Linked DNA regions of Mus musculus: regions 1, 2, 3 and 5 are each linked to region 4. A link is a contact called in public Hi-C, HiCAR-type and promoter capture Hi-C data. All regions are on one chromosome and are shown on one strand. Each heading gives the region's core, a stretch centred on a gene start, on an enhancer-like site or on the middle of the called end of the contact. The rest is flanking DNA. Distances are from core to core; before and after follow the strand shown. Region 1 has its middle 43 kb from the start of Gm26107. Region 2 overlaps Ppp3ca (protein phosphatase 3, catalytic subunit, alpha isoform). Region 3 overlaps Ppp3ca (protein phosphatase 3, catalytic subunit, alpha isoform). Region 4 holds the start of Ddit4l (DNA-damage-inducible transcript 4-like). Region 5 holds the start of 0610031O16Rik (RIKEN cDNA 0610031O16 gene).

What was found. Promoter capture Hi-C pulls out the DNA fragments that hold promoters and counts their contacts. A called contact is a pair of places that touch in the nucleus more often than the background predicts. HiCAR-type assays count read pairs that join an accessible place to other places. Capture Hi-C pulls out chosen DNA fragments and counts their contacts.
Region 1: a promoter capture Hi-C map of hippocampal neurons shows a contact between it and region 4, with 4 times the contacts expected there. The contact joins the enhancer-like site here to the promoter of Ddit4l in region 4. A contact is called at or near these places in 3 of 39 promoter capture datasets (the 3T3-L1 cell line, cranial neural crest and hippocampal neurons), 1 of 484 Hi-C or Micro-C datasets (cerebral cortex) and 1 of 9 other capture datasets (adipose tissue).
Region 2: a Hi-C map of uterus shows a contact between it and region 4, with 3 times the contacts expected there. The contact joins the enhancer-like site here to the promoter of Ddit4l in region 4. A contact is called at or near these places in 3 of 39 promoter capture datasets (the 3T3-L1 cell line, cranial neural crest and hippocampal neurons), 1 of 484 Hi-C or Micro-C datasets (uterus) and 2 of 115 datasets of contacts at active chromatin or transcription factors (astrocytes and embryonic stem cells).
Region 3: a HiCAR-type map of astrocytes shows a contact between it and region 4, with 2.9 times the contacts expected there. The contact joins the enhancer-like site here to the promoter of Ddit4l in region 4. A contact is called at or near these places in 4 of 39 promoter capture datasets (embryonic stem cells, frontonasal cranial neural crest, hippocampal neurons and 1 more), 2 of 115 datasets of contacts at active chromatin or transcription factors (astrocytes and embryonic stem cells) and 1 of 9 other capture datasets (embryonic stem cells).
Region 5: a promoter capture Hi-C map of liver shows a contact between it and region 4, with 2.0 times the contacts expected there. The contact joins the promoter of 0610031O16Rik here to the promoter of Ddit4l in region 4. A contact is called at or near these places in 2 of 39 promoter capture datasets (embryonic stem cells and stem cell-derived epiblast-like cells) and 1 of 9 other capture datasets (liver).

What each region holds. Positions count from the first base shown.
Region 1 is chr3:137,109,139-137,112,216 of GRCm38.p6, forward strand. No RefSeq gene overlaps it. Among named protein-coding and RNA genes, the nearest start is that of Gm26107, 43 kb to the left of the region's middle. Within about 2 kb of position 1,558, at least 10 of the 459 cell types and tissues checked have an H3K27ac peak or open chromatin away from gene starts, as enhancers often do. A contact at or near this core is called in cerebral cortex and hippocampal neurons, where this site is marked.
Region 2 is chr3:136,870,006-136,873,342 of GRCm38.p6, forward strand. All of the region lies in intron 3 of Ppp3ca (protein phosphatase 3, catalytic subunit, alpha isoform), which reads left to right. Among named protein-coding and RNA genes, the nearest start is that of 1700006H20Rik, 83 kb to the right of the region's middle. Within about 2 kb of position 1,761, at least 43 of the 459 cell types and tissues checked have an H3K27ac peak or open chromatin away from gene starts, as enhancers often do. A contact at or near this core is called in uterus, where this site is marked.
Region 3 is chr3:136,742,664-136,745,978 of GRCm38.p6, forward strand. The region is part of intron 1 of Ppp3ca (protein phosphatase 3, catalytic subunit, alpha isoform); the gene reads left to right. Among named protein-coding and RNA genes, the nearest start is that of Ppp3ca, 74 kb to the left of the region's middle. Within about 2 kb of position 1,773, at least 32 of the 459 cell types and tissues checked have an H3K27ac peak or open chromatin away from gene starts, as enhancers often do. A contact at or near this core is called in astrocytes, where this site is marked.
Region 4 is chr3:137,622,315-137,625,808 of GRCm38.p6, forward strand. It overlaps Ddit4l (DNA-damage-inducible transcript 4-like), which reads left to right and starts at 1,358. Exons shown (of 3, transcript NM_030143.4): 1 at 1,358-1,569; 2 at 1,818-1,959. The coding sequence starts at 1,869.
Region 5 is chr3:138,237,865-138,240,980 of GRCm38.p6, forward strand. 0610031O16Rik (RIKEN cDNA 0610031O16 gene) reads right to left here and starts at 1,799. Exons shown (of 3, transcript NR_045760.1): 1 at 1,625-1,799.

The DNA of each region.
Region 1 (3,078 bases), core at 308-2,807, 510 kb before region 4:
CATTTTTATATTCCCTTTCCTTATCTCTTTTAAATTGCTTGGATTAATATGTATTAATTGGTTAATTAATGAATGTGCATCAATATGTCTATGGGTGTGGTTTCTCTCATGTCTTGACTGTGTGTATGTAACTTCTGTGAGAACATTGCTGAAATGTGATTTCTGATTAGTGAGCCTGCCCTTAGCCTTCATGTTCTGTTTCTGCAAGCTCTCGGGTTCTGGTTCCAAGTTACACTTTCAGTGGCAGTATTGTACTGAGATTATTATCACATAAAATAGTGTGCATATGTATGCATCTAGTATATATGCATGTATGCAAAGCACTATTGTAAAAAAATATGCTTTACTTCAGGCTCTAGACACATGAAATGTATCATACTGCATTTTCACTGAGAGAATTCTCTTCTGCCTTGACTGTTTCATATTCTGAGGAAACCAGAGTATATAACAATAGCATTTGAGGTACTTTGTTTTAAGTATTTATTTGGATGTGCGTGTTTGTGATGGGTACCACAGAAGACAACATTTGATCTTCTGGATTCTGAGTTATAGGAGGCTGAGAACAAACTCAAGTCCTCTGAAAGAGAAGCAATCACAATCAGCCATCGAGGCATCTCTTCAGTACCAAATCATCACATTTTAGATTCCCATCTATCTGCTCCCTTTGGATACACTCTTTTGAACATTGAGCAGAGAATTTAGAAGCCTCACCCGCACGTTCACATGCTCCATGGACATTTGAACATAAACTCTTCCGTGGATTGTGTCCTTGTAAGCGGAGCCTGTTTCCTGGACTCCACGGCATATGGTCACCCTGTGGGAGATGCTCCCGTGGGTGGGGAAAGTGGGGCTCTCTGACAGTCACACACAGTTTCCGCCAACCTGAGCTCGGGCCTCAGCAGGAGCTTCATGAACAGTAGCCCCCTTCCAGGTACGTTGCCAGAATTTCAGAGCTCTGCCCACACTGAATTATTAACAGTTCAAGAGGAAATGTTCACAGAGATGTTCTCTGTGGGAGAGTCCCAGTAACACTCTTTGTCCCCTCTCTGCCCGCTCCCAGGGTTCCACGAGAACACATCCACACTACTATGAGGTCAATGGACCTGTTAAACAGGACGGGTTTGTCAACTTTTAAAATAACAGGAGATTCTTAGATTCCTGGATGTTGATCACGTGAACCGCAGTTAACTTCTTCGAAGGAAAACTTTGCTTCATCCACAGAGAGTACTACAATCTTTAAAAGTTTATTTAAAATTCTTAAAAATATGAATACTACAAGAGTGTACTGTCCTTCCTTTTAGGAAATGTAGGCTCCAATTTCATACCTTCTATCCACTGGTCAAATACTGCAGCTTCTGACGCTGGTCCTTGTTTTGGTGGCTTTCTGATCTACTCACAGAAGCTGAGTGTGGGGAGAGTAGCATCAAGCACTGCCAGGCTGCTCCCTGTGAGCAGATGCCCCAGGCTAACAAGCAGCTACGTCCAGTAGGTGCCATCTGCTACACCTGGCAATGGCAGAAACTGTGGGTTGAAGTCTTTCTGCAACATCTTGGCTCACTGAACTTGCCTGGCAGGGTGCTGGAGCAGGTGGCTTGGCCACAGCTTGCTTTCCAGTATGTTGTGTTCTGGATTAGTCCTGGGGGAGAAAACTGATTCATAACTCCTCCTCTCTGCCTACTCGTTCTGGTTATCGTTGACACTTTAACATGTTTGGAATGTCATCCAAAGTGCAAGAGGTCACAGCCAACGAAGGCCAACAACCAATAAACCAAAATGTTTCCTGGAATTCTATCGCCCATCAGAATCAGGGACTTCTCCTTTTGTGGATCCTTTTCTTGGAACCCTTTTCTTGATCTCTGAATTTCTTTTCATTCCATTCAGTTTCTATCAGCAGCATCTTCCCCTCCAGGCCTGTTGCCCTACTGAGAGACCCATCAGAGAAATGGTTTCTCTGTTCATTGACCTTCTCATGTCCACTAATCTGGAGTTTGCATGTGGACAATGCTCCTAGTATGGAACAATATTTTAAAAATAGCCACATGCTAAACTATGGATTTCTGCTGTTCTTAGTTGTCCAGGAAACACCATGTATGGAAGCTCTTCTAAGAATCCTGGACTTTGGAGAGTCTATGAAAGTTGGACCTTTCTTTCTTTCTTTCTTTCTTTCTTTCTTTCTTTCTTTCTTTCTTTCTTTCTTTCTTTCTTCCTTCCTTCCTTCCTTCCTTCCTTCCTTCCTTCCTTCCTTCCCTCCTTCCCTCCCTCCCTCCCTCTCTCTCTCTCTTTCTTTCTTTCTTTCTTTCTTTCTTTCTTTCTTTCTTTCTTTCTTTCTTTCTTTCTTTTGTTTTTTCAAGACAGGGTTTCTCTGTGTAGCCCTGGCTGTCCTGGAGCTCTCTCTGTAGACCAGGCTGGCCTCAAACTCAGAAATCTGCCTGCCTTTGCCTCCCAAGTGCTGGGATTAAAGGCGTGCACCACCACTGCCCGGCTGGACATTTCTAAAAGGACCTCTAAATATTCTATAGTCCATTGTATCTTTTGACTCTGTGTTGAATATGCTAGAATACATTTTCTTTGGTATGCTTACTTTCATTATCTTGCTTTCTTCCTACATTTTCTATGTCATCTTTTTTCTACTTTCTCTATTTTTTCCCCAAATATTTAACCAATATTTTACCCAAATCTCATGCTTCTTCTCCTCTAAGTAAACATGAGAAGGTTTCACTTGGTTCAGAGCACGTTTACCATGCATCGAGTGGAGAAGCCTAAGATGGGGCTGTCAAAACCAACAGCAGGGTTGTTGCAGGCTTCAGTGAAAGTGGATCAGAGCTCTGGTTTTCTTAATGCTGATGACCATAAGGTTGCCCTTCCTAGGCTAGGTGTGACTGGACAAATGACCATCTCCATTGTGAACAGATGAGGGGCATACCACATGTAGCAAGGAGGCAGAAGTATGTCACTGGTTCCTTCAGAACTGTATGCTCCTGAGACAACAATGACAAGGGTTTTTGATGATGCTTGCTCCATCAGCCTGGATCATGATTGTAAGGAGCAAAGCCTCCTGGGAAGAAATGAACTTCAGTG
Region 2 (3,337 bases), core at 511-3,010, 750 kb before region 4:
GGGAAGCCTTATAACACTTGGACACACCACCAGTGCTGTTCAATTTTCCATCAAAAATTAAAGGTTCTGTATCTGTAGCCCCAAGCCATTTGAGATACTACAGATGTCTGCTAATTAGAGTCTGCTTAGAGTTTTATTTTTAAAAAGCTTAAAAAGAGAAATTACCGACTTGCTTCTTGGTTTTTTTTTAAAGATCTATAGTCATTCTAGATATTTGAAGTAACAAAGTTACAATATTTTGTCTCTTATGTTCATTTTGAAATTTAAAATTTATACAAGGAATAAGATACCCAATTAAATGCTGTGCTGTGTTGAATGTAGGTCTCACAGAATATTACAGAATTCTGAGATGTAGTTGTCAAAACTCCATCTTCAAAAATGGCTCAGTTAAACTGAGAGCACAGGCCTGCGGACTTGCTGCCTATACACAGAAAGGAAGAAATGTTTCATCTTTTAATATGATCCATTTTGATCTGATTGTGACCAGTGAGTATCTTTGCAGTAGCTGTGATATGATCAGTGTATTAAAAGAGAGCAAGCATGTTTACCCGTGGTTCTCAACCTGTGGGTTGCGATCCCTTTGGGGGCCGAGGGACCATTTCATAAGGGCCACCTAAGATCATCTGCACATCAGATATTTACATTACAATTCATAACAGTAACAGAATTACCCCAATACCCTATGTTAAGAGGTCACAGCATTAGGAAGGTTGAGAGCCACTAGTGTATGTGATATACTCTAACTAAGAATATTCCAGGGTCTGTGTTGTGGAGTAATTGTGGCCACATTCATTCCTGTCAGTTTTGGAAGGGTTCTTTAAGCAACTTCCTTTCATAGCATGTTGACAAAGGGGATTAGGATTCCATGGCTGAAGTCTTTTCTCTGTCCCAAACCCAGGTCACCGTATACCTGAAGAAATAAACATGTACCACAACCTACAGCCCTCTATGTTTACACATGTGCTCACATGGATACACATGCTCTCGTCTTTTGAGAGTTAATCAGCAGATATAAAATATTCTCTTTGAGTTATGAGATTGTTGGCTTAGGATATCACTGGGAGCTCTGCTCTTTTCTGAAAGGAGATAGAGGAGTGGTTTTGAGGGAAAAGAAGAGAGGGGCTGCAAGTGGTGGTGGTGGTGGTGGGGACTGAGAAGAGTAAAGAGAGAGGAAACTGTGGTCTGGATGTATAAAAATAAGAAAACGAGAGAGAGAGAGAGAGAGAGAGAACAAGCTAGCACATAATTTTCCAGTGTGTGTTACCCTATCAGGTGTCAAGGCATTTTGGATTCATGTCCATAGCCCGGAGTTACACTGCAGGTATTCTTCTAAGGTTATCCTCTCAATGAAGAGGGATGCCTGCGTTTACTTCATAACAAATCATCTTTGAAGGGCAGATTCTAATGGTCTAATGGTTACTAACTCCAGTTGCAGGCTCACAGACTGCTCATGTCTGCACTCCCCCTCCTTACCCCCAACAACTCAACTTCTGCTCCTTTGCCATTAGAAAGAATTCCCTACAAGCCCCCAAACCAGCCAGCATGTGAAAAGCAATGAAAGATGTAATTTTGTTCCCAGCCATAATTTGTCTTACAACAAACCTTTCTCTTTCTGATGATTGCATTACCCTACCTAGTCTCTTTGATCAAGCATATGTGCATATTTAGGTCCGCAGCTGGGCGTGCTTCTTTACAGACCCTCGGCAAAGTCCAGAATCTGCAAACAGAGTCACTCACAGCTGTTTCCTTGAGCTTGCTTCATTAGACTCTTTGCAAGCATCCTGCAATGCACTGCCTTGAGTTTGCAGGGAGCTGGCCTCTCCTACTCTGCCTGCATCCAGACCTCAATCAGCCTGGGCCTCCGGCACACTGAAGTGTGAAAAGTTGTTGTGTTTATTAGCTGTGAACTCATGGACCAGAATGAACCACAGCAAGCCAGGCAGCATTCCATGGTGCTGCCTGAAAATAACAAGCACGCCGTAGAACACATGACAGAGGTGACAAACAGGGCCGCTGGTCTCGGTAGCCAGCAGCCTTGACAGGGCACTGGTATTGGACTGCCACTTCATGGCGTGCTTGTCAGACCAGACAAATGATGTCTTAGAGAAGTTACGTTCCATAGTTCAGGAGTTTGGCTCCCTTCCAAGCTCATGTGGTAGCTACCCTGCACTTAGCCATCCAGGACAGAAAAGCATCAGTTTGAATTATGAAGGTTTGAGGCACGGCGAGTTACCAGTTCATGGAGCAAATCAGCATCCAGCTAAAACAGTATTCTCCTTTTGACTTTCTTGCTTCTCCTTCTGTTTTGCAATCCTTAAGCACTGGATTGCAGCTTTGCAAGAAGACTGCTCATCTAAAAGCCTAAATTACTGAGTAAATTATTACCCTGTTATTACGAGTGAACCAAGGGAAGAGGATAATATCCTTAGTGCTGTGTGATTATGGACGAGTCATAAAATAGCGAAAGCTGCGTCTGCAATGGAAATCGACACAGATCTTCATATGAGTAACTAACAGGAAGTTGTCAATACTTGTTTAGTTAACAGTAGCAATGACAACTTGGTACAGCTCATTTGCATCTTAGCCTGCAGAAAGGTCTGTCTCACACGGTGCTCCCTCGGCCTTCACAGACTCAGACACTGCGAAGTTGACTCACATTGGTCACCCAATAAAATAGACGTAAATAGTCCTTATCTGGGTGACATTGATTTCTCTTGCTGCATTTGGTTGTGATGATGTTTACAAGTCTGTGCTAGAAAAGGAATCTGAGGTCATAGTTTTGCTAACGATCTTCATTCACCTCAGAATGTTGGAACTTTGTATGACTTCTAAAACGGTTGTGAGCATGTCCACACCGTGCTTGGCAGCCCTGTCCCTCCAGATGTTGCGGGTAAAAGCTGGCAGGACTCCTCTTTCCTGTCCACCCATGCCCTTTCCTTTAATGTGCCAGTTCTTCCATGCTGGCTGTGTTTGTGGTCTTATTTAGTGTTGGGAAGATATTTTATGCTTGACACAGGAGGAAAGGAAATGATATGTGAAAAAAAAATGACTCCCATTTTAGAATACTTTGAGCCAAAAATTTGGAAATTTTAGTAATTTTCCTTCCTTCTTCTTTCCCCTTCCCCCCTCCTTGTTTTATCTTTCTCTCTTTTTTCGTTTCTTTTTCTTCCTCTTTCCCTTCTTTTTTTTCACCTTTTATTCTGCAGAGATGGAGTTCATATATCCCAAATATCTCATTTTACAGCTATAAAGGAGTTGTATATTACAACATTTTAAATGTGTACATATGAACACTAAGAACATTTTGCAGAGAACATTTCTGGATATCTTTTAGGTT
Region 3 (3,315 bases), core at 523-3,022, 880 kb before region 4:
TTCAGGCTCCATTCCACTCAGCTTCATGACCTGTGCTTTGCCCAGTTTTCAAAACTGTGTTATCTCAAAGACATGTGAGAGGGAACAGTCGGCCTATAGGGTGGTTGGGCGAAGTGATGTGGTATGTGTGTGTGTGTGTGTGTGGGGGGGGTAGACAAAGATAATGTTGTTTTCCTCTGTGGGGAGAAGGAAGTGTTTAGAGTATTAAAAACACTTAAGCATAAACTGAAGCAAGCCTCTAAGTTCCTGTTTTTGGTAAATGGGGAATCCCAGGGCAAAGATGAAGAGGGCCTACCTGTTATCTGGATGCAATCAACGACTCAAACCCAGAAACCAGTGTGGCTTTTGCATGCTAGGCTTTCCTGTATGACTAGCGATGCTTGTGTGAGAATTCTTATTTAGGGCGTGAAGAGTTAGATTTTGAGAACTGACCGTTTGTCTGTTTTCTTCCCAATGAGGTTTCATGTCTCAGAGTTAAGTTCAAGAACATAAGATGATCTCACTGTAAAGGTTGACTAGAGCCAAGCTGAGCCATTCTTCCAGGCTTTGGGGAAGAGGTGAGGGATGGGTGGGAACAGATGAGGTGAGGATAAAAACTCCTCAAAAAGAGAAGTACATAAGTCATTTTTGCTGTTGTTTTGTTAAAGTTGTACCATGCCTGTCCAAGTCTAGCTAAGGAAACTGCTCACTCAGACGGTATTTTTCTGATTCTACTTGGGAAGAGAGTTAACCAACATTAACATTTTTGGTTACATATGAGGCAACATTCTGAGTAATTTACACTAATTAGTATTATCTGTATTTGTGTGTTTGTGTGTATGCATGTGTGTGTGTGTGTGTGTGTGTGTGTGTGTGAAGGCTCTGTACATCACATTGATGGATAGCTAAGGCATCCATCACACTAAAATCAAGTGGTACTTAACAGAGCAGGCTGCATGCCAGATGCAGTCCAAGTATTTTATATGTTGCAACCCCTGTAATCGTAGCATCACTGTCTTAAATATAAATGTTATATTTAGTCAGTTGTCTCTGGTTTCTGTAATCTAGGTAGTATTGATATAATTCACAAACAATGAATATCTTTGGGCCTTTTTGCAATCTGATAACAGCTTCGAAGAGGTAAAATGAGATGATAGAGGCATTTGGGGTTCTATCACTAATACAGAACTTTGTAAAAAGTGTCATAGTGGCCAGAGGGAGATCTCAACTTCTCAACCTAGGAAGAAACAACCTGCTTCTTTAATGCTTTTCCTTGGGACCTCTGGGATACCTTTCTCCTTTAGTCATCCTTTCAGTCTATGTTCATGAAGGAATAAGCAAGACAACGAAAACAGAATAAATCCGGAGTCAATGGTAGCAGAAAAGTGTCTTGGGAGCTCTTCTTAAGGTGCAGAAATTGTGATTCTCACGTAGATAAAGGACTCTTCAGGGGTGCCCCGGAGAGGGCAATGGCGGACCCATCACCCTCAGCAGATCCAGTCAGATCTCACCACATATTTTTTAGGTGACCCTGACAACATTAAACTTACACAAGTTTTGTTTCTTTCATTGTGAAGAAAATATAGCAGTGAGCAAAGCTACTTCGTAGCATTAATGAGGACACTAAGTAGAATAATGCACTTGAAAATGTCTGGTTCCGTAGATGGCACACACAGTGAAGGCCGGTTCTCCTTTTGTTCTGTTTAGTGGCTGTGACTTTATCTGTTGTCTTAGACAAACAGTCCTGATGGTGCTGCTTCTCCTGGGACCAGGCAAACACTCCCCAAACACACAGTGCTTTCATAACAGGCCTGTTGACTCCTTTTCTCATTAGCATTCTGCAGCCAGCTCCACTCATTCTAACCACATCAGGCTTCTAAAGGCTCCTTAAGTGGAACTCTCTGTTGTAGATAGGCTTTATTTGATATCAGCTCGTACTAACACAAGTGAGCTGGTGCCTTGGCTCACCAAATATTTGCCATCATTGTTGGCCAACGATCTTGACTGATGTGCTTTGAAAACATGTGTCGTTACATTGCTAGCAGGTGGGCATTTGTGGTTTCTGGGACTGTCATACGATTCGACACCTGAATGACATCATTGTTGGACTGAAGCAACGATGGCTGAGACTGTACTTTGCTGACTGGAATGTAATCTGAAAGGCAGTATTCTTTTCTCATTTGGTATGAGTCTCTTCTGATGTTTGATGACTCTAGACGGTTGAGTTCATAGACTCGGATGCTCATCTGATAGGATGATGATATAGTCTCTGTGTTATATTAGTAACTGCTCTCTAGGAAGAATCCACACATGGACTGTGGTAATAATACGTGTTTTCAGAGAGCGCGTCTGTGAAGCAAGTGTAGTGAGTAATAGCTCAGCATCATGTTCAAGGGCAAAAAAGGAGTAAAGGTCATTAGATGTACTTGTTGCTACCCCCACCCCCACCACACACACACACACTCTTATTTTAGCCACAAATAACAGGAAAGTATATCCAATGACAAGTATGTAGATAAAAGAAGGACAGAATGATTTAGAAATCACAACCCTGTTTTAAAAGAGGGATGAAAGGAGAAGAGAAAAGCCAACAGTAGACTTCAAAGGGTTTGTTCTGATGTTTTCCTTAAGAAAACACAGTATTAGCACAGTATGAAAGGCAATAGTAATGAGACAAGGTAACAACCTAACGGATCTTCCAGTGTGCAGAGAAATGATGTCCAGAGACAAACATGTAAAAGCAGCATTTACATAAGCCTTAATTGCTTAAAATTTGGAAACTTTAATTTCCAGGGGATTAACATCTAAGTTACAGCACTGCTGTGCATCTTGTCAGGATTTGGTTACTTTTGATTGCTACTAAGACACTAGATTTGTGTGTGTGTGTGTGAAACAGTTCAATTAATTGTAAATATAACCAAGACAAAATATTGGCGAGGACAGCAGAGTCTGTGCCTTCCCTCACCGCCCCTGCACTCGGACGGACGCACAGCTGTGATTTAGCAAGCAGCAGGTGCACAGAGCTACTGTAAGTGGGAAAGCAAAGGCGGTGATGTAACTAGGGTTTACCGTTGTTGGTGTTGCTGTTGTTGTTGTTGTATAAAGTGAGGAAAAAGAGTTTCTGGTCTCCAGTGAAATAAGGGACAGAACTTGAGTTCCAGAGAAGGAGGGAAGAAGCAGATGTTTGAAGTTGATGTCAATGCTGAGTGCTGATTCCTCTACCCCAGTGGGCCACATTCTAGCAACCCTCTCTCTTCCCTTTTCTGTTGCTCCTCCTTCTTTGCATTCCCAAGGATTTTGTCAATAGCATTGTAGGAATTAATGAAAACTTAAAGG
Region 4 (3,494 bases), core at 108-2,607:
CCCAGCCTATCAGCATCCCGTGCCTGAGCCTGCCTGACCTTGAGCAGTGCAGCTGCTTCGGGAGAGTTAAAAATGGACCTTCAAGCTGGCTTTAGTTTCTGTTGCTCTGCCTGCAAGTGTCCTCCCACTGATCTGTTTATCACACTCTCTTTACCACTTTTGTTGTTGTTTTTCCTTCTGAGAGTTTTTTTAGCCTGGACAGCGGATCCTACTTCTCAAGGCCCTAACCTGCAGGTCCTTCCTTGCACGTGGGGACCCAAAGTGTGCGGGAGTGGTGCTGGAACCTGGCCTTGAATGAGGTTCACCCTCACCCCAAGTATCTCGGTCTCTTCCTTTTCTGATCCACCTCAACCATCTCAGCAACCTCAGCAACCTCGCTGGGAACGCCCACCCATTGCAAACCCTGTGCCACTGGCGCAGGGCAGCAGGAAGGGTGGCTTAGTAAAGTTAGAAGAAAACGTTTGGCATCGTGCTTTTAGTGGTGTCCCAGACCCTCTGTTCCCTCTTGCTCAAGACTCCCCGGAAAGAGTCGCAGAGCTTATCCTAGCAGGACAACTCTTTATTCTCATGCCCCACAAGCTTTTTAAAGACCACTAAAGCTTAAACTTCTTCCCAAACAAGCCCACCGGGAACTTTTGCTTCTGGGAATGGCAATTGCTCCTAACTATCCTGCGGCTGGAGCAGGCAACTGAGATCCTGTTAGTGGTTTTGTTTAGTTTCTTGGCACTGGCCCTCTTCAATTCAAGTTCTGTGCCTTTCGAAGCCAGGTCTTAGAACAGGGCCAGGCTCGCCCTGGCCGCGGAGAAAAACGGTTTAGTCACAGATGTAGTATCCCCAAAGATGCCCCATTGATTCCTGAGTGCAGCTGAAGCTAGAGAGCCCTTACCACATCCCGACCACCTGCGGGGAGACTGGGTGCGGACTGGAGCTGATGGGTTAGAGTCAGAACATGGGCATAAAGGATGCTCACAGAGCACAGTGTCAACTAAGCCAAATACTTATTCAGAATGACACAGCAAAGTTTTGGGTCATGCCTAACAGGACCTGGAGCTTCTAGCTGCTTGAAAAGTTCCATAGCCAAAACCTGAGCAGTCTGAGCCTGGAAGCAGGCAAGCTGTGGGCAGGGGCTCACGCCAAAGAATCTAGGTTAGTGGCCGAAGGGAGATGCTCTTTAGGAGGGTGACCAGTGGCCAACTCAGGGTGACCAGTGGCCAACTCAGGAAGCAGCAGGTGTCCGCCCAAGGCGAGGCTGATCACCAACTCCCAGGGGCTTGCCTGGGCCCCTGCCTGGGAAGGAACTGAAAGGTGACCTGACCCTGCAGGGGCGGGCCGGGGCACGGGCCCGAGCGAGTGGCGCAGGTGGGCGTGCCGGCCAGGAGGAGAGGCGGGACCTATAAAGCGCTCTCCATTCGGGAGGCGGAGCGGCCGGGTGCAGCCTGTGCTGGTGGGCGCGGTGGCCCGCAGCCTTCGGCTTGCTGCAGGACTGTGCAGGGGACCACTGTCCAAGCTTCGGACTACTGAGGGGCGCCTGCCTCGGTTTACCCTTCAGCGTCTGGTGAAATCCGGCAGGTGAGCGACCCGAGGAGGCGGGATAGGGCAGGGTCGCTTCCCAGTTGTGCTGACTTTCCAGCTACTTCCAGCCTGTTGGCTTTAGTTGGCGCCTCCGCTCCTAGGGCTTTGTCAACTTGAGTTGCTAAGGCTGGTCCCTCCCTTTGGAAGGGCAGTGCCCGGGCTAGTTCGCCCTGGCGATGCCGGGACTCTGAGGAGCCTGTGCACTTCTTGCGTGCTTTTGCAAACTTCTCACTTTTTCCTCCCAGCGCCTAGGGAAAGATCCGTTCTGCTCCGCGAGGGAAACAGAGCCGTTGACCATGGTTGCAACGGGCAGTTTGAGCAGTAAGAACCCGGCCAGCATTTCAGAGTTGTTGGACGGTGGCTATCACCCTGGGAGTCTGCTAAGTGGTGAGTCTCTGGGCTGTCCACCTCTTTCCTATCCGAAGGTTGCGGGGCCCCTCTCTAGTGTAAGCGTCCCTGCCTGAGTGCGCGAGACTTCATCTCCTCCTAGAGACACAGAGGACTATGAAACCCATCTGAGATCTCTTTCTAAACTTCCTTTGCATTGTCTGCCCACCAAAAACAAACGTAAGGGGAATAATGCGTTGTTCCAGTCTGCTAAGAGGCTCTTGGGGATGAAGTTCCCTATCTCATGGTTGGAACATTAAGTGTACAGGCTGGGTGTGTTTAAAGACATGCGCTTACTTGTGTAGCTAGCACCACCACGTCCGTCCCCCCTCCCCCCCCCCCCCCAAATTCTCCCTTTTCTGTTTGCCACCTAATCCTTCTCTTTCCCGTCTCCAGAAGACCATCCTTCGGCATTTTGTTACCACGTTAGTTTTGCTTTTAGAATGTTAAATAATAAGTGTATATGCTCTTCTCAGTTCGGTTTGCTTTCCCACCGTGTGATGTTGTAGAGTTATACACTTACCTCATCAGTGAGTTCCTTTTCGTTGCTAAGTAAGATTCTATTATGAAATGCACCCACTGTGCATTAATGTCAGAAGAAAACTTGAACAGCCCTGGTTCTACAGGAATCATCATTTGCAACTTGAAACGTCAATTTCTAATCTGACAGACTATTCAACTATGGAAGAGTGGTGTGAGCATATATTAAGTGGCTTAAGCTCTTTAGATTTTCTTCATCTATAAGATAATATTATAATTCTAAATTTGTCTGTCTTCAATGTGGATAAAAATACAGATATGATTTGGAATCTATTTGTTGGAATTTAAAAAATAAAACAAAAAACAAAAAACAAGCAGTGCCCTCTAAGTGAGCTAATGACATAGAAAACCAGGAGAGGAGAGGAAGGCTCGTGGCCGCAGTGTGGCATGGCACCCGGCCAAGTAGTAGGATTAATTTGGAAGGTAGGTGACCAAATGCAGAGCTATCTTTTTTCCTCTGAGTAAACCTAACTTTGTTTTCCTGGGACTGTTTTGTTTTGCTCAGCTAAGAAAAACTGACCCAGCCCGGTTATAAATAAACTCAGGAACCTCAAAAGTCCTCTCTCCTCTGCGAGCAAACTTGAATCAAACAGGTCAAAGCCAACACTGGACCTCCAGGCCATCCTAGTAAGGACTTCTAACGAAAACTAAGGCTGGTAGATCATTAGCATTGGGACAGGCTCACTTTACAGCGTTTGAAACCATTCTGCACGCCAACGGTCCCTTTGTTAAGCAATAGTGATGATTTTTATTCCAGATGTTCTGCATGGACTTGTGAAAAAAAACTAAAATAAACTTGGAAAACCCTACAGAGAGAGCAAGGGGGAAAGGAGATCACTAGTAATCTTGGATGACCTTGGACAGATTTTTGCCACATAATCCTCAAGACTACGGGGAGAGAAGAAATTGTAAAAGAGGGTTGTTTTAACCTATTCATTATGTTTATCAGAGTCTTTAGGGCATAGATGAGCTTTCAGTCCTGAAAGGTTAGAAGG
Region 5 (3,116 bases), core at 549-3,048, 620 kb after region 4:
TAATAGCTGTCAAGATGACTACTACATCACAAGATCAGTCAGTCTATGGCTAGCATACTGAGGATGTGCACAGAGGCAGGGACACTGAGGACTTTTAGAGGGACAGTGAGACTTTGTTTCTCAGTGTCAGTGCACTAGACATTATCTTCAGGAACAGAGAGAGACTGTAAAAGGGAAAATAGCTAATCATGTCTTGAAATATCTCCACTCCACTCAGGAAACCTCGAACGAAGCATGCTCTCTTTGACCTTTAATCCAGTTTCTACTCCTTTTCAAGATTTGCACAAGTGAAGTCACTGAGAGTACTTTGCCCCGAGGATAGCGTGATGCTGTGACCTAACCTATCTGATCGAATCCAAACCTGGTAGAAACCACACCCTAAATGCTCAAGGGTGATTCAGCTTAGCCCTTCATTCTCCCCTACAGTTTCCTATTTCCTGAGTTCTCACATGTGTGGCCCGAGCGCCTGGGCTCACCCAGACAGAAAATCTGGGGGCCATGTTGATTGTGTCGTCCATTTCCACATCTCACGGATCCCAGGAGAATGAACCAATCAGTCCCCTCTTTCTCGTCTTCCTCTCCTCCCTGTACCTCTCCCCCAGATTCCTGCGACCTCATGCACATAATGCCTCCTGTGGAATAGATCTGGACTAGCTAATCACAGTGCTCCTCTTTTTCTCCTCTTAAAAATAACAAAAAAGGGTATTTTCATTCATTCATTCATTCATTCAAAGAGCAAAGGAGGAGGCAGAACCAAAGTCTTCCCAACATCTTTTCCCTCCCGGACCCTCAAAGTATGAGGTGGCCTGATCAATGTACACCATGCCTGAGTGAGGGACATTGATGACTGTTCATATGGAAGTGGAAGGAACAGGATGTCTCCTGAAAGGGTCTCAGGAATGCCACCACAGGTGTGCCTAGAGGCCAGGGCTCAGAGTCCCTCTACCTCTCCTCCCTGCTATCAGAGCAGAATCTCTTTCTTACTCTTCTCTGGCCTCTCTGTCCCTCCGTCACAGAGGACAGTGAGTTATGTTAGTCAACTGTCGCATGCAGTTTAACCTCCCTGAGGAGCTGGCTCTAGAGGCAGGGTGGAAACCCCCCATTAAGATCCAGGCATGATTATCCTATAGAGTGTCCTCTGAGATCCTTTCTCCAGCGGGCTGGCCCCTGACCCTTGTGAGAAAGGGAACAGAAAACTGAAAAATTGTTTGAAGTGAAGATATTCATGTCCGTAAGACCAAAGAGTGTAATGTGGGAGTCAAAACCCTGGCCCAGAACACAGCGGGGAGCCAAACACTCCCAGACAGCCCAGACACCCTCCCAACGCAAAAGACTCAGCCGCAGTTTGTTAAAATACCTGTGGTGGTGGTGGGTGGGGGCTGAAGAGATGGCTCAACAATTAAGAGAATACACTTCTCTTCCAGAGAGTCTGTCTGAGTTCAATTTCTAGCACCTATGCCAGGTGGCTCAAACTCCAGCTCCATAGGATTTTGTCCCTCTCTCCTGGCCTCTAGCTAGAGGCCCAGGGCACACGGCAGATCTACATACATATTCACACATTAAAATAAACTCTTTTAAAATATGTGAACTTCCTGTGGCAGGAAGAACTAGTTTGAAGTCTCACCCAGAAGAAGATAGCTGTTTGGGACTCTAAGTCAGTCGCACTGGCTGACTGTTGCTTTCCCCAGTGGTTTCTGCTGGTCGGTGTGTCTGTTCAGAAGTCCGTCTGTCTTTCTGTTGTTCACTGAGTTAGCCTTTCATCCCTGCTGGTTGTGCTTGGCGAGCTCACTCCTTCACTCTCTGTACGAGACTAACACTGAATTAATAACTAAACGATTATTTAGTGACACAGGGTCAGTGAATAATCTGGGCTCACCTGGAACTCACTATGTTGTCAAGGATGGCCTCTAACTTCTGATTCATGCTATACTGGGAATAAAATCCAGGATTTTGTGCACACTAGGCCAGCAGTCCACTAACTCAGCTACTTTCCCAATCCCTATTATGGTATTCTTAGATTTCTTGAGCTTTAAAAAATAAGTTAACTTAGTATTCACCAAAAACAAAAGTCAAAACCATCCAGAGCCATTGCGTATGACTTACAGTTTGTGTAGCTAATTTTCACTATCCTTTTGAAAACTGCCAATCACTCAGTGTAAATTCTGCTATCCTGTTATCTTCAACCAACTTAAGGTACGGTGAGAACTTGGGGAAACCCCATGGTCTGCCTCTTGTCTTGTCCCTAAGATGTATTTCTACAATCTTCCCTAAGCTAAGCAACTGAAAGGCAACCCCAAACACATTGCTCCTTTGATTAGAAGGTGTTCAGAGACTCCATTTTTTCCCTCTGGGTTTCTTAACAGAACTGGAGCCCCTTGCACCAGCTGAATAACTTCTCTCTGCCTCTGCACCAACGTTGTCTGCTTAGCACGTGTTAAAGAAAAATGCTTGCGGCTGTGGCACTAACCCCACAGGGACATCTTCTCTTTCGTTGGATTCCCTCTGTAAGTCCTCCTGTGATCTCCGTTCATGCTACCCTCCCTGCCACCAATAATTTCTGCTCCTCCTTTAGGGGTCAGCTTAGTCCTTTTAAGGATATCTATTCTGACCCCAGTCATGGGCTCTCCAGTACCCGGATGTGATTCGGCCATCATGTGTACCACGGCTTACTTTACTTTTATGTCCCTGCTGTTCCTTCACAGGACTAGTCACCTGTCACCAGCTGCTGGAACAAGAAGTGACATCTATCAGGTCTGAAGTACATGTGAACATGAAAGACTAGTTTCTTCTCCAGAATTTCTAAAAAACCAGAAGGTGGCAGTATAGAGCTCTCTCTCTCTCTCTGTGTGTGTGTGTGTGTGTGTGTGTGTGTGTGTGTGTGTGTGTGTGTGTGTGTGTGCAAATTGGCCAGTTAGTTAATCTAGGAAGAAAGGCAGAAAATTCTCTCTCTCTCTCTCTCTCTCTCTCTCTCTCTCTCTCTCTCTCTCTCTCTCTCTCTCTCACACACACACACACACACACACACACACACACACACACACACACACACACACATTGGGATAAACTTTCAACTGAGCCTTGTTTTTCTTTCCCAGTAGAGTTCAGGAAAAAGAATC